Regions from separate parts of the Mus musculus genome. Here region 2 is linked to region 1. Evidence: chromatin contacts called from public HiChIP or PLAC-seq data. All regions are on one chromosome and are shown on one strand. Each heading gives the region's core, a stretch centred on a gene start, on an enhancer-like site or on the middle of the called end of the contact. The rest is flanking DNA. Distances are from core to core; before and after follow the strand shown. Region 1 has its middle 380 kb from the start of Gm34430. Region 2 has its middle 410 kb from the start of Gm39919.

Evidence for each region. HiChIP or PLAC-seq counts read pairs in DNA pulled down with a chosen protein or histone mark.
Region 2: an H3K27ac HiChIP or PLAC-seq map of neural progenitor cells shows a contact between it and region 1, with 6 times the contacts expected there. The contact joins two enhancer-like sites. A contact is called at or near these places in 3 of 484 Hi-C or Micro-C datasets (forebrain, nephron progenitors and stem cell-derived neural progenitor cells) and 3 of 115 datasets of contacts at active chromatin or transcription factors (astrocytes, neural progenitor cells and stem cell-derived neural progenitor cells).

What each region holds. Positions count from the first base shown.
Region 1 is chr2:123,308,055-123,315,478 of GRCm38.p6, reverse strand. No RefSeq gene overlaps it. Among named protein-coding and RNA genes, the nearest start is that of Gm34430, 380 kb to the right of the region's middle. Within about 2 kb of position 3,073, at least 14 of the 459 cell types and tissues checked have an H3K27ac peak or open chromatin away from gene starts, as enhancers often do. A contact at or near this core is called in neural progenitor cells, where this site is marked.
Region 2 is chr2:123,382,010-123,388,954 of GRCm38.p6, reverse strand. No RefSeq gene overlaps it. Among named protein-coding and RNA genes, the nearest start is that of Gm39919, 410 kb to the left of the region's middle. Within about 2 kb of position 1,499, at least 27 of the 459 cell types and tissues checked have an H3K27ac peak or open chromatin away from gene starts, as enhancers often do. A contact at or near this core is called in neural progenitor cells, where this site is marked.

The DNA of each region.
Region 1 (7,424 bases), core at 1,824-4,323:
ACTTGGCTGGCCATGGGTTGCCATGTAACCATGGGAGAGCTTCTCTCTAGAGGAATAAGCAAACTTACTTCTGGCCAGAAAACCAGAGTCTGATTTTTTAAATTTGCACATGTGCTCAATGCTATTTCTGATTTATCAATAATGGATTAATAGCACTAGGTTTATAGATCTCCCCTATAGCTTATATATGTTTGTAACTGAATTCAGGAAATTTAGTTTCCAGAGTAAATATTGGGGTACACAACTCTTAAATGCAAGGTCACCATCCCTGACTTTCTTCCTGATCATGGTATTCAATTTTGTAAGCTTGGTACATAGTAACTGCTCTATGAATTGTCATTGACTAAGTCCTAAGTCAGAGTGTGACTCTGGGCATACTACTGTCTTTAGAGATTTAATCTCTCATACAAGTAAACAAGAGTGGACTAGATAATTTCTAAGTTGTCTTTCAAGATCCAAAATGTCCCATATTAGCATTCACCTCCATGTGAGAAGGTGTGTTCCAGAGCGTGATGCCCACAGAAGCCAGCAAAGGAAGCTGGATACCCTAGAGCTAGCATTACAGGAAGTGTGAGCTACCTGAAGTGGTGCTGAGAACTTTACTAAAACTGAACTCAAGTTCCATAGAAGAGCATTACTTGTTCCTAACCACTGAGCCATTGTTCCAGCCCCAAACCTACATTATCCTAATCAGTGGGAAAGCCATGTTTTATAATATGCTAATGCACATTGTAATTTAAAACTTATGACAGGCTAAATAATGCCTACCAAACAGCATATGGGTTTTTTCCCCCTTTAGAACCTGTGAATGTTGTCTTATATGGAAAAAGTGGCTGTGTCAAATGTGACTGAAATAAGCTTTTGAAATAGGGACAGTATTCAGTATGTGAGTTTGCTTCATGCATGAGCACAGATATCCGTTCTTATACACAAAGTGAAGTTTGACATTGCATGTCTGAAGCAAGATCTTGAACCATTGACTTTAAGGTTAGAGGAGTGGAGACAGGAGACATGAAAAGCAATGGGGCTAGCAAGAGTGGATCAAAGCTGGAAAGATAAGGCTCAGATCCTCCCCACCCAACACTCCACAACCAAGTCCTGCTGACACCATCGCTGTAGGCCAGTGAACTGGAATTTGGACCTCCAGAACTATAGGAAAATAAAGTTGTGCTCTTCTAAGCTTCTGAATTGGTGCATTATCTTTAAACATTGACAAGAAACGAATACAAGCATATACTGTCTTGTGATCAATGTACTAATGGCCTCTAAAAGTACATGGCATTCAGCTAGCATATTAATTATGCTCCTCGTCATTGTGGAAAAAAAAAAACTTCATAAGGTGGGAAAGCTTACTTCAGCTTCAGTTTAAGGAGGCATAGTCATGGTGGTAGGGAATGCCTAGCAGCAGGTCAGGAGGCCAGATGGTCACACTGCTTTCAGGGTCTGGAAGCAAAGACCAAGCAGAAAATGGTGCTGAGCTGTAAGATCTCAAAACCCACCCTGACCCAGTGCTTCCCCTTTTCCAGCAAGACTTCACCAATTAAAGGTTCTACATCCTTCTGAAACAGCATCGTCAGCTAAGGACCAAATATACAAACATCAAACAGGTGAGTCTGTGAAGGACATTCTTTTTTATTTTTATTTTTTATGAGAAAGGGAGAAAGGGGATGTGGTGTTGGATGGGTGGGGAGACAGGGAGGATCTGGGAAGAGTAGTTACAGGAGGAGAAAAGCATTATCAGAACACAGTGTATGCAAATTTTTTTTAATTAAATAGAAAAGAAGAAGAAATAGAAGCAACCAAGCTACTTTTGGGAGATAGGAGTCAGCACACAGAAGTGACAACCTCCAACAAATCATGTATCCTTTTTGAATAACGCCAATTTTGATCCACATGTTCCTTCAAACTGAAATAGGACACAGCTTTCCCTACTACTGGGTCTCTGAAAAAAGATGTTTGTCAATGTTGTATGTAACTATGAGAAACAAAATAGGATATAGCAACAACAAAATACCCCAAATATACACATTAGTAACATACCTACTTAATGTTACTGAAGCATGTCTATCTCCCTGTTCCAAAGTGTCCTTATTAATCTTCGATAACATCAGTGGCATCAGATCCTATCCAGACTGGATTCTAGCAGAGGACTTTTCAAATTTTAATATGCATAATATGCATATGAATCACCTGGGGATCTTGTTAAAATGCAAATTCTGATTCTGTAGGTCTGAGGCAGGACCCAAGGATTCAACACTGTAATAAGCTCCCAAGTGAGGTGGAGGCTCAGGTCTGCACCTACACCAGCAAGATGTCAGGGAACAATCTGGAAATGTCAGTCTAAGGTAGCACCAAGCCCACACTACCAGCAACAAAGCAGTGTGCAATTCTCAAACTTTTGCCAGCTTACCTTGAAATAGTCTCTCTGGGTGTGGTGCTATCTCTGTAGTTTACATTTCTGGTTCTGAGTTTATCTAGTAAGGAGGTCCCGTGTGCCTCAAGCCACATACCACCCCTGTGTCTGCCTCGAGCTTCTAATGGCTATTCCCGATGGGGAAGGCACTAGCTTTATAGAGACTTTGTCAGTGATGTCAGCAGCCACCGGTGCAATCCTGGCTCTCATCTGTTCCTTTCCATACCCTGTTCACATGTGTTTTTTTAGGTTGCAAAGACTTGCTCAACTTTTAGATAAAGATTTTTTTTTCTCTTGATTTGGGTTTGAATCTAGGCAAAAGACTCTTCAGGTTATGGGTCTCATGAGTAGTTATAAGACCCAGCTTCATCTCACAAACTGGCTTGCTGTTTGAGGTTTTCGCCAATATCTCAGAGCATAAGTCCATTGCTCCTGTTTAAAACTGACCCCACCGTGTTCAGTCCTCCACTGATCTCAGTTTATCAATTGAGTAATGACTCCGATTTAAGATATTTATGGAGCAAAGATAACTACATCCTTTGCTCCCCATAAAGGTTCAAACATTTCCTCCTCCTGCATCTGCCAAGAATTCTCCATCCGGCCTAGCCAGATTTCCCTGCCCTGTAGAGAAAATCTTGCCAGCTCTCTGCTGCCCTCTCATGGTATCTGTTAGTACAGCGTTCATATCTGCCCTTGACTGATCCTAACGGACTCCAGGGATGCAACACCTTTGTGGAGCCTGCAGATCAAACTAGCACGGCCAACTAGACGTCTACCAACGTTTTTTACTATTTTCTTTCAAATACAGATGACGAACATCCATAACAGAATTTTGCTTCTAACCTTGAAATTCATAAAAGCACAAAGGAGGGGAACTCTGGGGCATGTTTTAAAGATGAAAGAAAAGCCCATTTGGCTAACCAGTGCCTGTAGCCTAGCCGGAAGGATTTCAAGAGATCTTGTTCCCTGGGCTCCACACTAGTTCAGAAGAATATAAATGTCTTAGGGTGGTCCTAATGGCTTATATTTCAGCAGCATTCCTGGTGATTCCAACGAATATGAAGAGTGCCTCTGTTGGGCTGTACATAAGGCATAGGCATGCTATGAAGTGAATATGTAATATGTGAAGCTCACATATTACAGAAGGCTGGTCATATTAGATTTGTTAAGAAAAAAAAAAAAGCTAACCAGTTTTCACGAACCATCCCCCAGAAAAACCCAGAACAAAAAGAGATCTTGCTTTGTGTCTAGTGTTTGCTGAGCAGTTCGTGGACTTCAAGCAACCCTATTCTACACTGTTCAGACTGCCTCTGTGCTTAGCATTAAATCTTCACACTGGTGCACAGAGGACAAAAAGCCCTGTCTGTGTGATGCCCTTCCACTCTGTCCACTCAGGGAAGGCGTCTCTCTTAATGTCATGCTCTGCAAGCTGTATACTCCTCTCCTCAGTCAGCTACTTCTGTGGAGCAGACATAGATGTTGGAAGTTTGGATGGGTGAGACAAACAGGCAAGAATGCACGTTACATAGCTGCATTCTTCAGCTGGCTTGTCCACCCAGCTTTGTGCTCCAATTGGCTTGTCCTGCTAATGTTGTATCTGCCATGTCCAAACTGCATGAAAACTCATGTCTGTCCTCAACTCTGATCTTATCTGTTCAGCAGTAGCACTCTCCTGCCCAAGCCCTGTCACCAACTCTTGGTTCCTTAGTTGTGTACAGTAGGTTGCATTCATCATAGCATCATTGTCTTTGCATCAAAACATTGGGTTAAATTCTCCACCTCACTAACCTAGATTGCCTCTCATCTTTCTTCTACTTCTGTGTAACCCAGAAAAGGCAGTGGATAATACATTGCATGCTTATTCACAGTGGGGGTTCAGTAATACTTGCCAAGGGTATTTCCTCTAAGTAGCAGCAGTCCAATACTTGGAAATAAAATTCAAGTCCTGCTCAAGCTCAGCTGATTCTGATTCTGCCCCATCAAGGATTCTTGCCCAGCATCCCTTACTCCTCTGACACCAGACTCCTCTATGCTTCTTGCTTCTTGTATCACACAGGATCCTTTCAGTTCTCTATGTGACTTTATGCCACCTTTTCTCCCCTCTCCTGTTTACTCTGCTCAGCTGGAAGAGCTCTAGCAACTTTGAATTTGCATTTTTAATTAGGCATTGCATCGGATTTCAACTCAGTTATCCTGAGTTCTTCTTGCATTTAAGCTACCAAAGACTCTATGCACAGCTGTATGCATATGAATAAGACAGTATTTTTTTAAAATCTCTTAAGCCTTAACATTTTATATGAAGCAATGTCATTTTTTCTTTTTCCCATGAAAAGGTTGCTTATTATTTTTTAAGATGAAAACAAAGGCCCTCCTCAGGCAAAACTTACCTTTTTCTAGACCCCTTCCAACAACACACATTATTTAAAGTCAGGCAGAGTGCTGCCCAGCATGACCTTTCTGAAACAAGTGGAACACAGCGCTCTTTTTCTTAGCCCTACTCTGCATGGCTTTACCCCAAATCTTGCCCACTGTGGCCTCTCCCACTCCCCATGAGATGTTCTTTCTGGGAAGAAATAAATCTCATTCTGGTGACTATCTACTGAGCACCCACTACACACCAGTGTGCAAAGTATTGTCCAGCAAGGTGAAGAAAATGGCAGTATGCTGAGTGTAACCTACTGGTATACAAGAGAAGGGGCCAAGCAGAGAAAATGCTGATGGTAGTGGTGGTAGTAGTGGTGGTGGTGGTAATGATGGAGACTAGGGTGAGAAAAAAATCAGAGTTGAAAAGAAAGACATGGAATTTGGGCATGACAGATACAGCATTAGCAGGATAAGCCAATTGGAGAACCCAGGTATCTAGATCTAGGTTCCTTTGCCATCTAACTAAGCATCTTTCACAGTTCTCTTCCCTACATTTAGACTCTCTGCTACCCCTTCTTGATGTCCTTTGACTAAGTTAGTAAGCTGTTTCAAGCCTTCTTACCGTCCTTCTTTGGACTGTAATATTCCAAGTCTAATTAGCAATGATGAACACAGGATGAGCCTGAGAATGATGGGGCAGGGAATATGTTTTATCTCTATTGTTTAAATAAACTGAGAATTCAGAATCACTGCCCAAAGGAAACAGAAAGATGGGGTAGACCCAGCTTTGTGAGCAACTGATATGGGGAAACTCTGTTCTAAGTATTCTTGACCACCAGCTCTGTCAGAAAGCATCCAAGTTATTAATGGTATTTCTCATGCCAAATTATTCAGCTATTTATGTTCCACTGTTTATATTCACTAAATGTGACTAATTTTTTTCCATACTATTTTCATTAACAGTTCTATTAGGGCCTCTGCAAAGGCATTTATATGTATGTTTTTTCTGAATCCTCTGAATAGTCATAGGAGATAAAATGCATTGTAATCCCATTCTACAAATGAAAAAGCTGACTCTGGAGGCAGTTTAAAAATATCTGTGTATATGGTGTTGACTGAGATATTAACAAAGTGAAGCAAAATAGTTAGGTAAGTTAGGTAGTGAATGTATAGACAAGAGGCCGGACGGGCCAATAGGTGCCAAGATTGGGTACAGAGGGACAAACAACTTCAGAGGAGAGGAAGTTAGGATCATATAAGCAGGGTGAGAAGCAGTGTTGAACATCACCTTCCTAAGCTGAAATCTTATTCTGCAATTTCTAGTTGCTCTCAGACACTCACCCTTTCTGATCTTGTAAAATGAAGATTAGAAATAAGAGCCACCACACAGATAAAATAGTTAGTAGAAAGCCCAGCCATCTATTGTTATTGGAATCATCATTTCACATTAAGAGAATCCACATTCTTCTTTCAGTAGATGAGAGATGATCCAAAGTCACTGGCCCTATATGTCACTTAACATGCAAATACAACTGAGTAAAATATTTTCAAGGGCACAATGGAAAGGGCAGTTGACTAGAAGAACAATGTAAACATCTTAGAGTGGCAACAGGCATAGTAAAGGATAGTGCTAGTTGACCTTGCTAGGACAAAGTTCAGGGAGAAAGAACTAAGTGAGGAGACTGCAGTTTTCTTGTTCTCCCCTTACTACACGCAATCACACACACACACACACACACACACACACACACACACACATGCACACATGCATCCATGCGAAATATGGGTATCCTTACACGACTGAGATCACTGACTGATAGCCTTCTCCCTTAAGCCTCTTCATATCTTAGGTGTTCAGACCTTCCCATTGACCTTCCAGCTCTGATAAAGACCCTCAAACCACTAAACAGCAAACAAAGCCACATGATGGGCATACAGGAGATCCAATGCCCCATATCTTCAGTGGTGCACGGCACAGGGAAGGCCACTATAGTACCAAGTCCTAAGTCCCATATCTGATGGGTCAAGGCTGGCTAGCTCCCCTCTCCCCCTGCTTTCTACTTCAGGACTCTCTGAACCACTAACTTTGGCAGGGTTTTTCTTACTTCCTAGTTAGCATTCTGCAGTGTTTGTTTGTTTGTTTGTTTGTTTTTTCCATAAATTCCTTGAAAAGCAAAAACCAATGCATTTATTTCACATATATGGGGAAAGGGAGATTGAGGTAGGAGTAAGCTTTATCTACCTTGCAGATGGAAAGTAGTCTTTCAACTCAAATTTCTGCCTCAGAGTTGCTCTATAAATGCTTCCCAGTTTAAAAACCACCTAGGCAGTTTGTCCCAAGAGGCTTCTATACCTATGTGTTATTCTTACAGATAATTCTAGCTCTAGCCCTGTGCTGTGGTCTGAATGTGTAGGACTACCCAAAACTGTTTAAATTGCTATCCCCAAACCATGGTATCTATGACTGGGGCTTTTATGGAATTCATGAGCTACACATTCCAGCAAGCAAAGGATAACCTGGGTGGCCATCAAGCTTCTTGATATAGCTATAACAAGCATGGGGAAGGGACTTAGCATAAAGGGGGAGAATTCGCTGAGCACCCTCTGCCAAAAGACATTCCTCTATTATTTCTATGTAGAATATGAG
Region 2 (6,945 bases), core at 250-2,749, 75 kb before region 1:
TGGCTAATACATTTTGGGGGTCTTGATACAACTTCAGAACGGTTTCCGTGTCGTTATTCGTACAAGACCCTCGTCTCTCTCTACCCCCCATTTGGTTCTTAGGAGGAGGTCCCCTCGAGATCCTCGAATAACTGGACCTGCTGGACGGGTCAGAGTGTGAAAAAAAATCCATCCAAATTTTAAAATTGTAAATAAAATATAAAGCAAGAAATTGGAAATAAATATGAAAACTATATTATTTCTCTTTGCTGTTTTCCTCTAAGAGCCAAATTAAAACACAGTAACAAAAATAAATGAAATTAAACTATAACCTGTAACATAAAAACTTATAGGAATGCAAGGATTTGTCTCTACAATTTAATTCAGCTTTTCTTCAAGGAAGTAGGCATCTGTCAATAAGCCAGTCTTTACTAATTGTTTCTTCAGAGAACAAGGACTGGCTGAAACAAATAAAATAGTAATAATATGACTAGGGTAAACAAGAGCTGGGATGACAGTGGGAGAAGGGGTGAAATGGGGAAGGATAAATAATGGAAACACTGAAGAAGCAATGTTGGCGGATTGAACACAGTAGTAAGGAAATTAAACTCTGAGAGAGATGAGCAAGACTGGGGTCCTCTCTCTAGCTTCTCTATTCATAGTAATTATCAGCTATAGGTTATAAAGCTGGATAGACTAATAACCTCTGACCTCTGACCTCGTGGTTCATTTTCTATGAGCAGGATCACACGGCTTCTCCTTTTGAGACAAAAAAGAGGCAGCATGATAGCCAGAGGCTTCTTTCCTCTCACCCATCATGTGAGGTCGTGGCTCTGGGTCTCAATTTGCTTGCAGCCCTGTTGTTCTAATATGACTCAGAATAAGTTACAGAGCAGACCAACACAGTGTTAACAGACAATTTTGTTTTCAAATAGATAAACCAGTGTGTGTGTGTGTGTGTGTGTGTGTGTATGTATGTATGTATGGTGTGGGTGTCTTCATGTGTATGTGAGTCTGTGTGTTTGTGTGTGTCCACGTGTCTATATGTGTGTGGTATGTTTGTTGAGTGTGTGTGTTCACTTATGGATTTTTTACATGAGTAGAGTAGCGCTTTTCAACTTAATTAGCAGACTTTGAGGGCTAAGAGTCAACAGAACCAGTTTTTAACCAGGCAGAGCTGATCTTCATTTACTTCCTGCATCACCCCCAAAACAAAAATAATTACTAAAGAGGGAAGAAGAAGGAGCCTTCTTTCATTTGCATTGAGCTTTTCTTCTTGGCAAGAGACACCCATCTGTAAATGGGCACATTTCCACAAACAGGCCATCAGAAAGATATTTGCTGAAGGGTAATGAAACCCAGTACACACACCCTCTTTGATGCTCCTTGAAGCATCAGCGAGACCAACTGGAGTCTGGGAGGGAACCTGAGGTAAATAGTTCCCTTTATGAGGCTAGGACTGCTGCTTAGCCAGAGCTGGCACTGACTTTGGAGGGCAAAGGAGACTGAGTCATCGCCCTTCATCCAGCTGATTTGTTGAAAGGGTACAAGAAGTTCCCAGGGGTTTCATGCTGTTTGGAGGCAAGCTTCATTCCAAATGGATGGGAAAGAAGATGGGGGAAGTGAATTTTGTTGCTAAGCCTCGCAGTGACTTGCCAAAATTTTGCCTGTTTCTTTGTGAGTCCAGTAACCACCCCAGCTGGGCTCCCCATTACTCTAAAACAGGAAAGGGGTGAATACGCCTGATCCTTCTTCAGCTTTCCAATGTGCCCTGGTGAGGGTAAACATGGCTGTGTTTGCTCTCCCAGGGGAACAAGTCAGGCATGAAGTTCCTTTTGTTCAGACCAAGGCCAGCTCCTATCATTCTGAAGACCCAGAGGGGCTGGCAGCTTAATCTGGAAATGTGAATATGAACCCTACCTGGAAAGGACAGAGATTTCCGGAGCTGCCCAGTGGTTGTCTGAAACCCTCAGGAAACAACGGCACAGCTGATAGCTGGAAGTGGACTCTGCTAAGTGTACAGTTCTGGGAGAGTGCCTCACAGAGGAAGGAGAGCAAGCTACTAACCCTGCAGTGCCTCTGGTTTTAGTCAGACCAGCGTTATGAATGTGAAGTGGAATAAATATGTATCTGAAATGCTATGAGAATGTAAAAGAGAATCTATGATTGATGTGTTAGTGTCTGTTTCCTGAGCAAGTATATGTAGAGGAATTAGAAAAGCAGAGCCAAGTGCCTCTTTGTCTTTAGGGAGAAACTGAGTATATGAGGCTGTGATCATTATAAGGTATGTGTGTGTGTGTGTGTGTGTGTGTGTGTGTGTGTGTGTGTGTGTGTGTGTGAGTGTGTGTGTGTGCACTCGACATCTTAGCTCTACTTCCTGTCATTCAGTTGCATACTGGGCATTTCTGTTTCTAGCTGGTTGTTTACTTCAATATGCCTTGTTCCATTTCCATCTCTTGATGGTGGTTTTCTGCTAATATGAGGGAGAATTGACTATTAGTGCTAAGATGGATTAACAACAAAGCACTAGCCTATCACTTGTAACTTCAATAAATTTATCAAAAACATCATTTATAGTCAGAGTCACACCGCCATAGTAAAGATCAAGAACTGACCAGTGACATTGTACCGTGCAGAACTATGTGAGGGAAATAAAATAGAAGAAATTATATTTCCTTTGGCACAGTTGGGAACGCTGGATTGTCTGTGATGATCTAAATACATGAGGAGGATTTCCATATAAGAAGGAAGGAAAGTGGGCAGAGGGCCAGCCCATTGGCAGAGACTGCCCATCACTATTGAGTCTTTGTAGATTTCTAAGAAAGAGATGACATAATTAAAACAATACACTTCAAATACTAATAGTGGACATAGTAGAAAGACATTGGGAACAAATTCATGAGACTCAGTATTTTCATCATCTAGTTAAAATATAACAAATCTACTTTGGGGTTATAGCAGAGGAGGCAATAAAAGAAGAAACCAATTGGAGATTTTGTGAGAGCAGAATCTACTGGTTTGACAGTTCATTGGATATGCCTGGTGAAGGAGGGAGAAGAGTCAGAGAGGATGCCAGAGTTTGGAGCCCCAGGGATTGGAACAATAGTGTTGCCATGGAGAGACAAGAAAGTCTGGAGACTTGGAGGAAGTTGAGCTTAGTTTGCAGTGTATTGAAATGAAGGTACTAGCTGGAAACAATTAGGGAAGCTCAGCATGCAGCGGAATTACAGGAAATGGGACAGAGCGGAGGCTCAGAGTTAGGGGTCATTTATTCAGCAAATTGTTATGGAAAACCTATTCTACACCAGGAACTGTGTCAGATACCTGGGTAACACAAGCGACAAGGCACTAGAGAGTAGACAGCACTGGGAGAGTTAGACAGGTGGATTTACCAGTTCCTAAAAGCTGGTATCTTAGAAAAAAGGAACACAGACTATGACATCAGAAAAGACACAAATGTATCACCCACTGCAATGTCAGGAAAAGATCCTGGCAAAAGAAATGGTTAGGGTGGGAGATGGGTTAGGGAATTAAAAAGTTTCCATGCAGTGTTGAAGATACAAGACACAAGTGAACAGAAACACAAGCTGAGGAATTCTAAGAAAGAACACTGGATCATGGGACCATGTATTCTGAGCCTAACAGACTTTCTGAGTTTAGGGAATATTCGGTCAGAGAATCACAGAGGCAGCTCATTGGTTTTAAGCTGGGAACATTTAGATATGAATTTTATAGCAATTTATCTTGCTTCAGTGTTTGGACAGAGAAAAAATAAGACAGGCTATGATGTTTATAAAACCATGTGTTGAATCACATCAATGTGGACTAATTGATACAAAAGGACCCAGAGAATAGAGCTGGGGTATTCATAAATAACTATTTTAAAGAAGGCAGAGGGTGGGAGAGAATAGTCAAGAAAATCATCTAGGAAAGTCTTAGTCATCTGACCATTGTCTCACAGCAGGTAACAAACACAAAACTCTCTCTCTCTCTCTCTCTCTCTCTCTCTCTCTCTCTCTCTCTCTCTCTCTCTCTCTCTCTCTCTCCCTGTCTCTCTCTCCTCCTTGCTTGCTCGCTCACTCTCTGCTACACGCATGTATATTAACCAAATTTGATGATGGATGGAAAGAAGGCAGTTTTGTGATGCTGAATTTAGGGTGATGCTGATGATGGGGTCCAGCAGGCAGTTAAGTATGTGTGGGTTGAGTATGAGAGAATTCAAACCTGGGGATACAATTTTTTTGAAGTAGTCACTATATAAATAATAGCTTCAACTTCAGAAAAAAAAATGTGTCATGATAAAGAGCAAGTCACTATCCTGAAGAATGTCAGTATTTAAATGATAGGGAAAAGAGAAAAACAATGACCATCAGGGAACTGACCACAGAAGCAGGAAGAAAACCAAGAAGAGGGAGAAGGTCAGATAGCCTGGGGTAGATTACAGTGAACATTGCTAGGTGATCGACAGGGATTCTTTATTGTCCACAAGGCAAAAGGTCATTCATGTTTTGAGTGAAAGCAGCTTTTGCAGAAGATTTGAACACGGTCAAAATGAAGTGGGCTGTGAAGTTAGATTCTAAAATGTTAAGCATGAAGGAGTGATAAACAAGGTAATAGAGCCAGCTGGTTGGTCATGTAAGGGCGCACAGTGTTGGGAGCAGGGTCGGTAGGAAGAGCTGAAGAATGAGCCCACAGAGTGTGAAGTGATGTGGAGGAGGGGGTGGAGACCACTCATTCTACACTAAACGGGCTATGAAAAGTATAGGTGGACCTGTTGGACAGTGCAGGCAAAGTTGTCAAACAAATGGTTAAAAAAATAAAAACACAGAGGAAAAATCAAGAGGAAGAGACAGGAAGTTGTTGGGAACTTGGGTTCTGAAGAGAATAATGTTCTTGTCCCTGGTCCTTCCCCTCACAAAGGAAAAACAAAACAAAGCACAAGCTAGAGTCAAGGCCATGGGGTTTCCTCAGCATGGAACCATCTAATAGGCAGGAGTATTATAGTCAGGCCTAGAAGCAGACATAGACTGTTCTAGCAGGAAGACATCAGCAAGCCTTTCTCTGAGAACACCTAAGATCTGGGACTCTGAATCACTTTGTTTTGTGTGAGCAGCATCAGCTTTGGTAAAAGACATTCTTTTGGTTTGGTCATGGTTATGGGAATGAGAATGGGAGCCATGGAGATATGACAGTCAGGAGATTTGAGAGACCTTCAGAATGGGTGGGAAGAAGGAAAAAGATCACAACAGCTCAGACTGTCTCCCAGTCAGCAACATTACCCCCCAACCTGCTCCACCCAGGTCCTGCCTGCACTATCTCCCTGCTTTCATTTATTCCTACTATTCAGTACCCAGTTAGTTAGACTCAATCACCTCCACAAAACATCCTTAACAGCCTCATAGCAGGAGCAACTCGCTGACAGGCACATAAACTGGATCAGGATTGTGATGTTTTGTGAAGCCCCTGAAAGTGCAGAGCCAAGTAGGCACATTGCATGCACATCATGGAAGGGCAGCCATGACTGGCTCAATGTCTGTGTTCACTGTCTGGGCTCACTGTAGAGCAACTGAAGAACTTCAATATAGAAGACTGTTTGAGTTTACATTCCTGAGATGAGAGGACGAAGCCTAAGTCATCAATTCCAGTGGTGTCTATGCCTTTCATGATTTCTCCAGGATTAGAATGCAGCGACCTGGATTTCAGAACTTCCATCTTTGAATGCTAAGGAGAGGCTAGGAAACCAATCCAATAGTGAAAATGAAAAGCCAGAATAAATCTGCAGCCTTTCTTCAATGTGGAAACTTTAAGCACTCAGCAAGGAAAAGACATTTCTCCTAATGCAGAGAAAGAAAGTTGTTTGTTACAGAAAGGAGGAAAAACACCAATTAAAACATAGGATTCATCAGGCTCCTGTGTTGGTGTGAATCACACAATATAGTCAATATATCAGCTCAAATGCCAAAGGCTTAGACTGTGGGTATGGGAAAGCATAAACTAGTTTCCAGTCTATTGGCTTTTGCTCATCTAAGGAGGTAGCTTAATGTTCTGAATTCAGTAATAAATAAACATAACAAATTATCTTCTTTTGTTTTAAATGCTTACACAAAGCACTCCAGAATCATCAAGTGACGATAAAATCAGTCATACTGGTTTTTCTGTGAAGAATAAAACTGATGTTTGAGCTGGTGAATAATAATAAAATTCTATGAATAATACTAATAATTAGAACCTGCACACTCATGATTTAGTAAGATGATTTCCTGTCATGTCCATGTCTACAGGTTTTTGGGAAATTCACGTAGTGACACACCTCCTCTGCCTCCATTGTTATTGTCCCACACATCGCACACCTGCCACAGAGCACATTTTTTCCTAACTACCAAAGCCTGCATCTCCATTTCAGCATCATCTGGAAGGTGTTGGGTTTGTTTTCCTCAAAGGTATTGGGGACCAAAGCCTTTCTAAATGATGTCTAATTTCAGCATGTTGGCCTCTGTACTAACTACTTTGCAATAAATTCTCAGAACAGTTCCTCATAGTATGAAATTATTGATTGGATGACTTTCCTTTCATCATGCACTCCAATTTGTTTGCAAACTCTCTGGGTAAGTCTCACAGAAAAGCAGAGCACTGAGAACCCAAGACTGTTGAAGTAAATATTGGTATGTGCCTAAAATAGAGCTTTATGCACCCAAGCAGAAGAACGAAGTACCTCTGCAGGAGCAGTTTCTAAAACACACTGTTTGGTGAAAACAAGGCACAGACTCATATTGTATGCATAGTTTGTGTTTGAGTATGACCTGAGCATTTCTTTAATGAGAATATGAAACTGGAAGAAGTTAGTGGGAAAATACTCCTCTGGAAATGTTCCTGGGCTTGGCGCCAGGAGGAAATATTTTTGTCCTATACTCTTTTGTTGTTATTATATTACATTTTTTTAAAAAAGCAAAATAGGTGGAGGAGAGA